Linked DNA regions of Zea mays: regions 1 and 2 are each linked to region 3. Evidence: chromatin contacts called from public Hi-C data. All regions are on one chromosome and are shown on one strand. Each heading gives the region's core, a stretch centred on a gene start, on an enhancer-like site or on the middle of the called end of the contact. The rest is flanking DNA. Distances are from core to core; before and after follow the strand shown.

Region 1 (4,390 bases), core at 1,864-4,363, 180 kb after region 3:
ACAGGTTCAACCGAATGTTGTTGAACGAATAGTACGGATTAAAATTATAAATTTGTATGTTAAGGTGATCTTGTATATGACAAGGCAGCGGACGGCTGTAGGCTTTGCAGTGCAGCACTTGCAATTGCAACGCAAGCAAAAGGGATCCATGAGCAGAAGAAGCTCATCAGACGGGCCCGCCCGCCTCAGGGCGCCACGTGGTAGGTTATTGAACCAACCAACGGTGTTGACCGTCGCCTCGGCCCCGCCGGCTCAGGTTCAGTGGCGGACGCAGGATAAAATTATAGGTGGGGCGACATTATAAAAAGCTAAATCACTAGACTAGATCACAACTCACAAGATAAAACTAGTTTTGTGATGATAATCTAGAGACTAAGTAATAATAATAGAAATGTTTCATAATAACATGCATACCGAAATTTCTCTCTTAATCTGCAGTGCGGCACCAAAATCACCAACAAAAATCCAATCTACAGTTAGAAAAGATGTATATTAGATGAACATCAATACAAGAAAAGTACATTGATGTAAATAGTGCAGTGAATATACCACTAAGTTGTCAATCTTGTAGTTGTGACTCGAGGCAATTGCATTCTTCTAGTTTTAAGACGCTGGAATCTTCTAGTAATAGTCTCATCATCAAGGGATTTGAATATCTCTTTCTCCGTATAGCAAACCATCAAATCATTCATCCAATCATCTTCAATTTTGTTACGCAATTCTCTCTTAATGTTCATTGCCGAAAATATTCTCTCAACACTTGCTGTTGAGACGGGTAATAACAAGGCCAACTCAATTAGCTTGAAAACCAAAGGGAACACAAGATGCTTTTTTAGTTTCAACCATCTTCATAGATAGATATGCAATATCTTCACAAGTACCAAAAGCAGCATGCCTTCGCACGTGGACAATGTATGTCTCAAGTTGCTCTCTTAATATTGCACATTCAATAACTGAAAAATCCTTATCATATAGAGTACCAAGTCGAACAAGTTTCTCTATATCAAAATCGCAAAATAAGTTCTTTGGATCGAGGCAAGAAAAGCAAACAAGCAACTCGCTAGAAACTTTTAAAGTGATGGCATAACTCAGTGTTGACTAAGTCAGTACCTGTGCGTTGTAACGGGGATATATAATATCTCGATAACTTATATATGCATGTATGTGTTATATAGTTATAGTTATGAGATAACTATATAATCGCTCCGTGTCCTACTACATGCGCGCGCACGTTTCGTCGCAGTTTCGTATTCTCATTATTTCCAGACAGCAAATAATCGAGGAACGAAGAAAAAAAACCACGTACGCGGCGGATTCATGCGAATTACGCCTAGATGATAATAGCTTTTCGCTAGCAATGGTCGGCTGGACAATTCCGCATCGTTCGCCACGGCCGCGTAAATAAAACACACAACACGATCAGACCAAAAAGTTCTGTTGCTGATGTTAGTTTAACCGAGGACGCTATGCCGAGTGCGGCAATCAGCAAAGAGTTTGTCGAGTGCTTTTGGTTTTTTGAGAGTCGGAAAAGAAGCTGTCTCCGGTAGTGCATGATAATTTTAGCTCAGTCGTGAAAGGAGAAAGAAAAATGGAAACATATCCTATGCATAAGACTGAGTTCGTTCATCAATCATCGGCTAATGTGTTTTATAAGAACTATCTTTCACGCTCTTCATCCCATTCCATGCCCAGTTATATATTTGAAAAAAACTAGTTTAGGAATAAGTGGATTAGAGGGAATTGAAGGAGATTTTAGCCCGAGCTTGTTCGGTTAGAAGTGGATTGAGGGGTATTCGAGTGGACTAAATCCCAATTTGTATAGGAGGGGGATTTAATCCCCTCAATTTACTTCTAACCGAACAAGCCTTTAGGGCCCGTTCGTTTCTGCTGAAACAGACCAGGATTAATTCCAAATCTCTAAAGCTTATATATAGTAATTATTGAAAGAATCCAAGTCAGATTTATTCCACCCCTTCGTTCTATGCGAAACGAACAGACCCTTAAGGTATGTACAGCTACGAAAGAATTGAGGGGATCAAATCCAATCCTATTTAAAATTGAATAAAAGAAGATTTAATCTCCCTTAATTCCATATGATTCTTATGCCTTAAACGGCGTTCGATTGCATCTGGATCGAAGAGGATTGAGGGGGTTTAATCCCTTCAATCCAGACGCAATTGAATCAAACCTTAGAGTTTGTTCGGTTGCAAAATAATTAGAGGGAATTAGATCTCTTTGTACTCAAAATTAATCCCTCTCAAACCCCTTCGATTCGAAGTCCCTCTCCCTGCTCCCAAATAAGACCTACACAGGTTCAACCGAATGTTGTTGAACGAATAGTACGGATTAAACTTATAAATTTGTACGTTAAGGTGATCTTGTATATGACAAGGCAGCGGACGGCTGTAGGCTTTGCAGTGCAGCACTTGCAATTGCAACGCAAGCATAAACGGACCCATGAGCAGAAGCTCATCAGACGGGCCCGCCCGCCTCAGGGCGCCACGTGGTAGGTTATTGAACCAACCAACGGTGCTGACGGCCGCCCGGGCCCCGCCGCTCAGGTTCATGGATTCGACGACGTCACACTTACGCACGCAAGCTGCTAACCACTACCACGACATCCCTTGTTTTTGTGAAATACTAGCATATAGATCTCAGTAGTAAGCGGTTTGACCGCGACGGCGACAACGACGGCGATAGTGGCGCGAGGAAGGTGCCGGCTGCGGTGACAAGAGTGAGATGTAGGGGCGGGGTCGTAGGAGAGACAAGAGATGAGCGATGAAGGATGATTTAAATAATATTGATTATCATATTTGATTGATTAAGGGAGGATGAGTTATCCAGTAATCTGATCTGTTGATTTTAATAGTATATTAAATCTGGCTACAATTTATTGAGTGAGTTTTGCAAAGTTTAAACTGTTAGATTATATAATGGTATAGATAGATAAATAGCGTGGTCGATGGATCACGCATAGTCGACGCATGACATGCATTACGGTTAATAGTATATCTATGTACGTGCATGTCCTCTCCCATGCTCCGCCCCGTTGCCTTATAAAGGCACGCAGCAGGACGGAACTGCACTGCACCTCGAGCACCCCCCGGCCCGTCGTCTACAGTCTACAGCACACATCGCAGCAGCTCGCGACCATCGTCCATCCGCTCAATTGTGATCGATCGAGCTGCGAGCCCATCGCCTCTAGCTAAGCTACCATGGGTCGGCAGCCGTGCTGCGACAAGGTGGGGCTGAAGAAGGGGCCGTGGACAGCGGAGGAGGACCAGAAGCTCGTCAGCTTCATCCTCGGCAACAGGCAGTGCTGCTGGCGCGCCGTGCCCAAGCTTGCCGGTGCGTATCTATCTATCTATGTACGTGCATGCTCGATCGATCGTCGCAGCTTTTGTCATGACGAGAGAAGCTTGTCGCGCGTTGCCATGCCATGCAGGGCTGCTGCGGTGCGGGAAGAGCTGCCGGCTGCGCTGGACCAACTACCTGCGGCCGGACCTCAAGAGGGGCCTGCTCTCCGACGCCGAGGAGAAGCTCGTCATCGACCTGCATGCTCAGCTCGGCAACAGGTGCCATGCATGCATTGCATACCCCCACTTCTGAAAATGAACTGTGTTCTGTATCTATCTTAGATTACATATTTGAAGGAAAATAAGCTTAGTTTTCTTTTTTTTTAATGTTCTTAAAAAATGTTAGGTGGTCAAAGATTGCGTCGCACATGCCAGGACGAACGGACAACGAGATTAAGAACCACTGGAACACCCACATCAAGAAGAAGCTCAGGAAGATGGGGATCGACCCCCTCACCCACAAGCCCCTCCCGCCGCCTGATCCGCATCCGCCGAAGGACCACCAGAGCCCACCGCACACCGCCACAGGTGGCTCGCCGGAAGCGCCGCCATCTCCGTCGCCGAAGCCTCCACAGGAGAAGACGGCAGTACCGGTGATGACGCCAGCTAGCCAGCAAGAAGCAGGTGACGATGACGTGCCGCTCCTCAGCAACTACTACCCAGGCTTCTGCACCGACGAGGTACCCATGATGGACCCGGACGAGATCATGGTGCCTCTGGACGACGGGCGGACGGCGCCGCCGACGTCGACGATTTTCTCGACCACGACCACGACGTCCTACTCTGCAGCCTCCGACTCCGTGTCGTCGTCCTTGAGCCGCGACGAGGACCCGCTGTTCCCGCTCATGGACTTGGAGTTCCCCGACATCGCGTTCCAGATGGGGCTACTAGACGACATGGTCGCGTCGTGGGACGACTCCTTGGCGCAGCAGCCGCTGTCGCCATCCCCTGTCTACGACGACGACTATGCAAACCAGCTGCAGATCAGGAGCGGCGTTGCGTTTGACCAGGAGCCAGGGAACAAGATTGTGCTC
Region 2 (4,128 bases), core at 365-2,864, 250 kb before region 3:
AGATACAGAAGTACAGAACATCTTCTATAATGGTTGGAGATTCAGGTAAAGTATTTAAGATTTATATTATGCCTGAAGGTTGTTTGCTTAGTAACATACCAACAGCACTACAATCTTGTACTACAGGGGAATAAAGATGGTTTACCAGTAGTAATCATAACTCCAACAACTGATGAGATGACAATGGCAGAAATGGCAAAGATAGCAACTCCTACTGCTCCAATATACACTGCAACCAAGCAAGCAAAGAAGATAGCCAAGAATCCGCCAGCAGCGGCCAGTGACATCAGGGCTGAGACGATGATCGCATTAGCAGTGGCAATTAGCAGAAAGAACATGAAGATTAAAAGGCCAGTCAATGCTATAGGCATGATTGTCCCGACCTGCCAGATCAGAAAAGGGTAAAATGAGGAAAATTTATTTACTGAGAAATTTCAATAATTGCTAAAATGGATGCCATACCAAACCAAGGTATCATGTAAGAGTTTTATGGGATCAAAACTGCATGCGAAAGCAATCAACCATGCTCTGTTGCTACCGAAAGTAATCCACCATGTTTTTGTTTCCGCTTACAAGATGCACTCTCCAGTCTCCACCTTGAAATGCAAGTTTTGAGCTGTCCGAAGTCGTCAAACTAAGCTCAGTTTAATAAGTTTTTAGAAAAAACCGATAATATTTACGATACTAAATGAGCAGTATTAAAAACCCTGATACCGTACTAAATCTATTTTTATTGTTTACCTATTTGAGGTTGTAGATGTTAAAGATTGATTTAGGGCAAACATAGAGGCCACGGGGACGGGATGTGCAGGATATCTTAGGTCTTTAGCTAATTTTATGTAAATAGTGCAAAAAATGTTTCTAATAGCCCCCTAATCTAATTTGGTCCCCTCTAATTTTGAATCCTAGCTTCGCCCCTGTGTGGAGCTATTCTGCGATGAACAATTCTCCATTGCCATCCCTGCATATACCTATTATATTTCAGGAAGGAGGGATTACAATTCATCCTATTCTTCATTTCCCTCTACAGATCTTGTAAACATTTTGGCCCCTGAGACCTAAACAGTACCAATATAAACCAACATTTCAATGCTATATGACACAGTAACCCAATTGACTGATAGCACAAAGTAAAACAAGTGTACCAATACGCAATCACCTAAAGAACATCGAGTCAGATTTAGTAAACAGGACATGAAAACCCGTGCTTATGTTACGGATCAATGAGGCGCGCCCACCGAGATGACGAGGATGGCGCGGAGGCCGCTGCCCTGCCTTGTCCACTCGAGCAGATCCCGCGCTGAGTTCCGAGACGCCCCCTTCAGCCGCGGCGCGGCCTCGCAGGACGCCGCCCGGAGCCGCCGGAGCAGCGGCTCGTCCGGGTACCAGACGCCGTCGACGAAGCTGCGCAGAACGCCGGCGAGCGTGTACTCCTCGCCGACATCCACCTCGCGGGCGCCGGAGGGGGCCTCGCCGTTGGAAGCGGGCTTGGCAGAGGCGGAGGCAGGGGTGGCGGTGGCCTCGTCCACATCCACATCCATCGGCGGCGGGCGGTGGAGGACCGGGGAGGAGTCGATGCAACTTGGCACTGCAGGTGTCGACGAGGGGAACGGGAACTGATTGGGTATGCACCGTGCTGGATTTACATGAGGGTTCGGGGACACGTGGCGAGTGGAGCGCGGCCATCGCCATGTAGGTGAGACCGTGAGAAGTGTAACGAGGGGTGTCAATTTAACCGGAGTATTTGATATCCTCGAATATCTGACCCGATGAAGCTAGATATAGATATATATTTTGATTTATGGGTCAGAACCGAATTCTACCTTAAATTAGACGCACATAGATTAGTATATTACCTTTCAGCCGCGCGTTATCAGTTGGATATCCGAAAAACCCTAACACTATGAGCCTCACGTCTAACACTCTCAATCCCCCAATGTTGGTCACTCCTTGTAGCCTTGCTGATTTCCTGCGCCGTGTGTTGTGGCCCCTTGCTTCCAAGTGATATAGTCCATAGCACCAATGACGGCCAACCCTTTCAAGCTCTAGTGACCCTAACCACGACCTGCGGGCCCATAATAATTCTTTTATCTATACTACTATATATATTAATATTAAGAACCTAATGTGGGCATCTGGTGCTACCACGGCTTTACCCTCCCCACCAAGCATCGCAAAAAAAAAAGTGCATGATAATCCCTCGAACCTACATCCCTTTAATCTAGAAATTTGGGGCTAACTACGATACCAACATATCTTAGTATTTAGAAATAAACAAAAATTATATTTGTAGCCTAGGCGCCGCCCCATGCTCCCCCGCCTCGTGGCAACGCACAAATCTATTAAGAACCTAATATGGGTGTCTGGTGCTATCACGGCTTCACCCTCCGCACTGACATTCTGGGCTCGCCCCAATGCCCGCACAACTAGCTATTGCGTCTGCCCAGCACCCGACCCCGTGCAAAAAATAGTGCAGAGCGAGCACTTGAACCCACACCCCCCTGCCTTAGAAATTTGGGGCTAACCACCAGACTACATGTAACTTAGTGTTTAGAAATAAAAATAATTATATTTGAATAAATATGTCAATAGCAATTTATATGGTATTTAAAAATCGTATCAAAGCACGAGCAACTGGCTAGTTAAGTTTTAATTGTGTATGATGGTGAATTGGAAAGAACATTGATTAATTATGCTATTCAATTGTTGAAAAATGATTGTCTTTTATATCCGATGGATATCCGAAACCCGATGGACATGATCATAGATATAAATTTCTATCCGCGGGTATGGTCGCAGACGGATATTTGTTGCAACCGCACATATGGTTGCGGATGGATATTTGCAATATCCGATCCAAATCCGATCTGTTGCCATCCTTAGGTATAACCCGCAGGACCACCTGCAGGTAAGCGTGCTGCATTCACGTCCTCCATCCATGTATCGTACCGTTCCGTTGGGCGTTGGATACTGTTTCTACTGGCCGGAAGAGCATGTTTTAAGCGTTCTGGTTATCTCTCTACCAATATAAAAACATGTCAGATTTGGCCTGTTTGCATGCCTGTAATAGGCTAGCAGGCTCACGTCTAGCAGCTAGGCCATATCTGTCGAGGCTCTTTCAGGGCCGGTCCTGACATTTCGGAGGCCCTAAGCAAAAATTTGTATAGAGGCCCCATATAACTAGATATATATGCATATATCATCTACACATCTACTAAATACATATCAGTAAAGAAACTGTGTATAAGTTACTGTAATAGAGAATATTACACATTATTGTTTATAAAATAACATTGGCTGAAATAATAAAAATTTACTTGTCACTTCTCATCTTATAAAATTTCTTCTAACATTTTTTGATACAAAATCATCGATTATACTATTGATATCGATATCATTCAATAGCTTATTCTCGATCATAAAGGCGTCAAACCATTCAACCTTTCTTGACTCATTGCTGATCTTAAATAATTATTCAGTAACTTCAATTTTGAGAAGCTTCTTTCAGCAGATGCAACAGTAACAAACACAGTAAATAATATTCTATAAGCAATAGAGGCATTAGGATAACAATCCACAACTCTGATATGCTCAAAAATCTCCACAGCAGATAGTGTGTCGTTAGGCAAAGTAAACTTTAGAATATTCAATTTAGAAATCAAATCATTTAACTCAACATCACATGAACCATCATGAGAGAAAGTGTTTGCAAATTTAGTGCAAAACTCTTCAAGTTCTCTATCATTTAGTGAGCTTAGTGTGCTTGAGCTCAATAAAAACCCAAATATACTTAAACATGGAGAGTTCTTCAAATCTGGTCCTCAAAGAAGTGCTCGCCATGTCAACTAATACCAAAAAATAGTTGACTTGAAAAGCTCTCTCATTTTCTAGAATTTCTTCGTGGCACCTACTTTCATCAAATTGTTTCTTTCTCACCGCTTTACGCTTTATTGGAAATGATGTATTTACATCAAAATCATTTGCAATATCTTTAACAATGGTTACCAGCGAGCAGCGGCTAGAGATTTTGGGAATAGAATAAATATATACCATACATATATATAAGAGTATATATCTATTTAGGTCGGACTGGGGGCCCTACTAACTTTGGGGGCCCCGAGCGGCGGC
Region 3 (4,365 bases), core at 1,673-4,172:
GGCAGAGAAGAGAAGGAAGTTTGATTTGAGTTGAAAACACATGGTTCCAAGAGGGATGATGACCCTGTTATCTTGGTTGTGAATGCTTGTGCCAGTCGTGATCTTCATGACCATGTTGTTGGGGTGTGCTTTGTAGCCCAGGATATGACCGTTCACAGGTTACTCATGGACAAATTTACTGGGGTTGAGGGAGATTACAAGACAATCATCTACAACCAGAACCCACTAATTCCTCCAATATTTGGTGATGACCAATTTGGGAGGTTGACCGAGTGGAATGCAGCCATGACCAAGCTTACTGGGTGGTATAGAGATGAAATGGGCGATAAGATGCTCTTTGGCGAGGTTTTTAACAATGCTTTATGCCTTTTGAAGGGCAAAGATGCTTTTGTACGTCCTTGCATCATCATCAACAACGCTATAGCAGCGAGCGGGGGAAAGTCGATGGTGAAATATGAGTGCGGGTACACTGTGGAGAAGATCCTTGACTACAGTAAGCTGGGGATCGAGCCCTACTCCATGGAGGTTACCCAGGGCAGCGAAATACTCATCATGGACAGCAACATCTACAGCATGGCGCTGCCGCTGTCCCGAGATAGCAGACCAAAGCTTGTTGCCGGTTCTCTCGAAGGATTTCCTGGTCATGTTGATGGGAACCTGCGAGAGGGGAGGATATACCACCCGAAGGGAGTTACAGTCGATGACAAAGGTAATATATGTGTGGCTGATGCCATGAACATGGCTATTAGAAAGAACAGTTATACACGGGTTACAATCATTACTGGGGGAAATCAGGCAGAGGAGGGCAGGTTGACGGACCAAGTGACGAGGCAAAATCGTCTACTGATTTTGAAGTTTGTTATTACATTGGCAGTAGTTGCTCCCTTCTGGTGATTGACAGAGGAAACCAAACAATTCGGGAGATTCAGCTCCACTTTGATGACTGTGTGTACCAACATGAAGCTGATTTTCCTCTAGGAGTGGCACTCCTTGCTGTTGCCGCATTTCTTGGCTACATGCTTGCACTGCTCCAATGCCAAGTTTAAGGGGCCCCACCCATTTCATTGGAGATTTGGCTGGAGGGTGGTACAAATCGTACTATGCCCTGGCCAAATTTTGTTTTGAGTTGTATGAGTTATGCAAACTTATATTTTAGCTGGTCACTAAAACTCTCCAAGGCGGCCTCTAAGTCCAAGTCAAGAATATTGCTCAGTTGTCAGGCAATTATACATGTGGTTGGATCCAAAATCTATGTAATGCTTTACAGGAGGACCTTATCCAAATACATGAAAAATCGTCTTCAGTTGCTGGGTTTGCCATCCTTCGATCATCTGATATTCAGTGTTTGTTTGCTGATTTTTCTTCATGGGACTTGGATAAGTATATATCAGATACACTTGTCTGGAGTTAACATTACACAAGTATCTAAATCTAGGAAGGCAACACTGGAATCCTTGATTTGTTTGATCTGCCACTGGAAGTTATCACGGAAGCTGCTTATTCTAGTGCAAATCAGTGATTATGGGGAACCTGGCTGCCAAAGTGACCACAATAGCAGATGTGTGAAGTTTGCTTATTTTGGATATGCTAATTGCTAAACAAAGAGCCAATGTTTCAGTTCAAGACATGCTTCGCTCATGGCATCATGATCCTAAATTTGTTCAGATTCTGCATTGACTTGAGGACAAATCGAATTTTAAGGAGGGGGGAATGTGACTATGTGAGGATGTGAGAACTACTACGTTGACATACCAAGCACAGGAGGCAGTCCAGGGTGCTCGGAAGCGCCATGCTATCAGTGCACCTGAGTGGGCATGGGTGTGTTGTTGTCTGTCATGTGAGGCCTTGGGGGTTTGTGTATATGTATTGTGGACCCGGTATGTCTTCCTCCTCTCCCTCGGCCCCACATCTCCGGCGAGTCGCGCGCCATGTCGCAGCCTCCCTTATCCGCTTCCTGCGGCGTGCGTCGATGCCCAGGCCAGGAGCGCCTAGAGCTCGCCCCTGCTTTGCTCCGGTTGCTCGTCTTCCCCAGCGCCGTCAGCCTCCTCCAACGCCGGCCACCAATCCACCATCTCCAGCCGTCGGCCACAACCTCCAAGCCCCGGCACCGTCTCTGTCGCACAGCTTCTCCTTCCCTTCTCCACGCTCCATTGGCTTTGCAGCCGTGACCTCCACCCACTTGTGTTCTTTGCTAGACCAGCATAGAAGAAGCTCTCTCTGGAGTGGATGATAGGTGGGCCCGAGTGGCTAGGACTAAATGCCTTTTGCTTCAAATCTACAGATTTCTTAATATATTCAAAAATGCATATATCATGTTTGGTAGCTGCAAAAATCGTGAAACTTGTTTTATTGACTTCCTTATGAAATGATCTACCCACTGAATCTATATTATTGCATGTTTTAGTAGAAAATTTATGGTGTAGAAATTTATTTTAAAAAAGATTTAGAAAATAACTTCTTCTTCGATCTCGGCGGAAGAGTCCTCCAAATCACTCTCCACAGCATAGGGCTTTCGAGGACGCACCATCTTCCAAATGACAGACAAGGTGTGTGAGACAACTAATACAAGGTGTGGTGATGAAATCGAAGAGGGAAACATGATGAACTCGTTCCTGAATGGTTCAATCGACCCAAGGGATGGGTTCAACTGAGCATGAACAGTTCAACCGTGTTTTCTCTCGATCTCACCCAATAGAGTGTAAATCCATAGAGAAATCCATCCATACAACACACATTGCTTCTATCTTGAGTGGATTTACAAGAAATTTCAAGAAATCGAAGGGACTTCCAAGAACACCATGAACGTACCTTGGAGAGAAGCTCAAATCCAATCCACGCAAGAGAGTGAAGGATGGGAGCAGATCCGATTTCTCCGTAGTTTTTCCCTCATAAATCAATGGAGATGGGCGGATTTGGTGGAGGAGAGGGAGTTGACGTGGGCGGCGGCTATTAAAAGAGAGGAATTTGGTAAAATGGGTCACTCTATCTTGCCGCTCTTCACAGTGGCGGGCCCAGGATTTATAAGGTGGGTATCCGAAATTTTTTATAGAATGGTTTTTTGGAAGATTAAAACATGTCTATTGATATATATAGTTAATTATATGTATAACCTAAAATTAAGCACACATGCTATGGTCATAAATGATTCAATAACTAGTCTACTAAACTTAAATTTCATACAACTATTTTAAAAAATTTAAATCTAAATGCATTTGTTGGTTGTTGCTCAATTGCTGGTTGACTGCTTGTCCTCTTTGGTATTTTCCAATCGCTAATGCCCAATCTGCAGCCTAGTACTGCAAGCAACAAAGCATGGGAGGCCAGGTTGGGTGACCACTAGCTGGGTAGGCTTGGACATTGGCACGATACGACCTTGCCCCTGGTTGTCTGTCCTGGCACGTGGTGACGCCTTGACTACGGTGGATTGAAGCCTCGGACGACGAACGATATACGACGCAACAACGAGGCCAGATGCAACGCAAACAGTTAGTCGGTCAAGTCTAGGCACCTAGCTGCGCCGCGGAGCAACGATTTCTCAACGGAGGTGCTGGTGTCTCCATGGCACGTGGGGCTGCAAGATGTGACCACGACTTGGTAGCTGGCGTATCTGGTGGCTCTGCCATGTTGCGACTACAATAAAATTTGAGGATTTTTTTTGTCGTGAGATACTGTGTTGGGCTTCATGGTCCACGACAAACGGTTGAATTAGTTAGGTACGAGAGGTAGGAATGAGATATTTTAGTCCAAATTAACAGAATTCTTTTATTTATTTGATTTATTTTTTATTTTCCATGCATATACACTATATACATGTATATATATTAAAGTTCTTTTGCAAAAAATAATGGGTATTCATTTGAATACCCTTGAATTGAATAGGGCCCGCCTCTGGCTCTTCATAATACACAACTTTAAGTCGGGGTCGTCAAAAAGGTCGTTTGAGTCTGCGCGCTCGCCAAAAGAGGTCACGGGTAATTTTGGGGCACCTGGCAGGTGGGCCCGCGAATCCTTCTGCCGATTATGCCCTTACGGCCTCAACGCACGCCGTCTGTTTCCCATTTCTCCTCCTTCTCTGTCTTCCTCTCGCATGCAGCGCCATTTCCTTCCTCCCTCCTCTGTCAGATCCCACTGCAGGTTCAGCCATTGCCGACTCACCGGAAAGCATCAGGGCGTCGACGCGCTGGCGGACGGCTTCGGAGACGTCCGCGACCTCGGCCCTGGTGGGCGTGGGGTACTCTATCATCGACTCGAGGAGCTGGGAGGCGACGATGACCGGCTTGTTCAACTGCCTGCAGAGCTGAACGATCTTTTGCTGTATAAAGCAAATACCACTAACTAACAGTAAGTTTTGATGTTTCCAAGGCC

The links. A called contact is a pair of places that touch in the nucleus more often than the background predicts.
Region 1: a Hi-C map of tassel shows a contact between it and region 3, with 2.7 times the contacts expected there. The contact joins the promoter of LOC100191533 here to the promoter of LOC100275761 in region 3. A contact is called at or near these places in 2 of 25 Hi-C or Micro-C datasets (ear and tassel).
Region 2: a contact with region 3 is called in a Hi-C map of ear, with 2.8 times the contacts expected there. The contact joins the promoter of LOC100277068 here to the promoter of LOC100275761 in region 3. A contact is called at or near these places in 2 of 25 Hi-C or Micro-C datasets (ear and tassel).

What each region holds. Positions count from the first base shown.
Region 1 is chr1:220,215,691-220,220,080 of Zm-B73-REFERENCE-NAM-5.0, reverse strand. It overlaps LOC100191533, which reads left to right and starts at 3,113. Exons shown (of 3, transcript NM_001367463.1): 1 at 3,113-3,348; 2 at 3,446-3,575; 3 at 3,703-4,390. The coding sequence starts at 3,216.
Region 2 is chr1:220,648,404-220,652,531 of Zm-B73-REFERENCE-NAM-5.0, reverse strand. LOC100277068 reads right to left here and starts at 1,614. Exons shown (of 3, transcript NM_001150735.3): 1 at 1,239-1,614; 2 at 146-383. The coding sequence starts at 1,541.
Region 3 is chr1:220,399,668-220,404,032 of Zm-B73-REFERENCE-NAM-5.0, reverse strand. It overlaps LOC100275761, which reads right to left and starts at 2,922. Exons shown (of 2, transcript NM_001149765.2): 1 at 2,809-2,922; 2 at 152-657. The coding sequence starts at 645. The coding sequence ends at 361.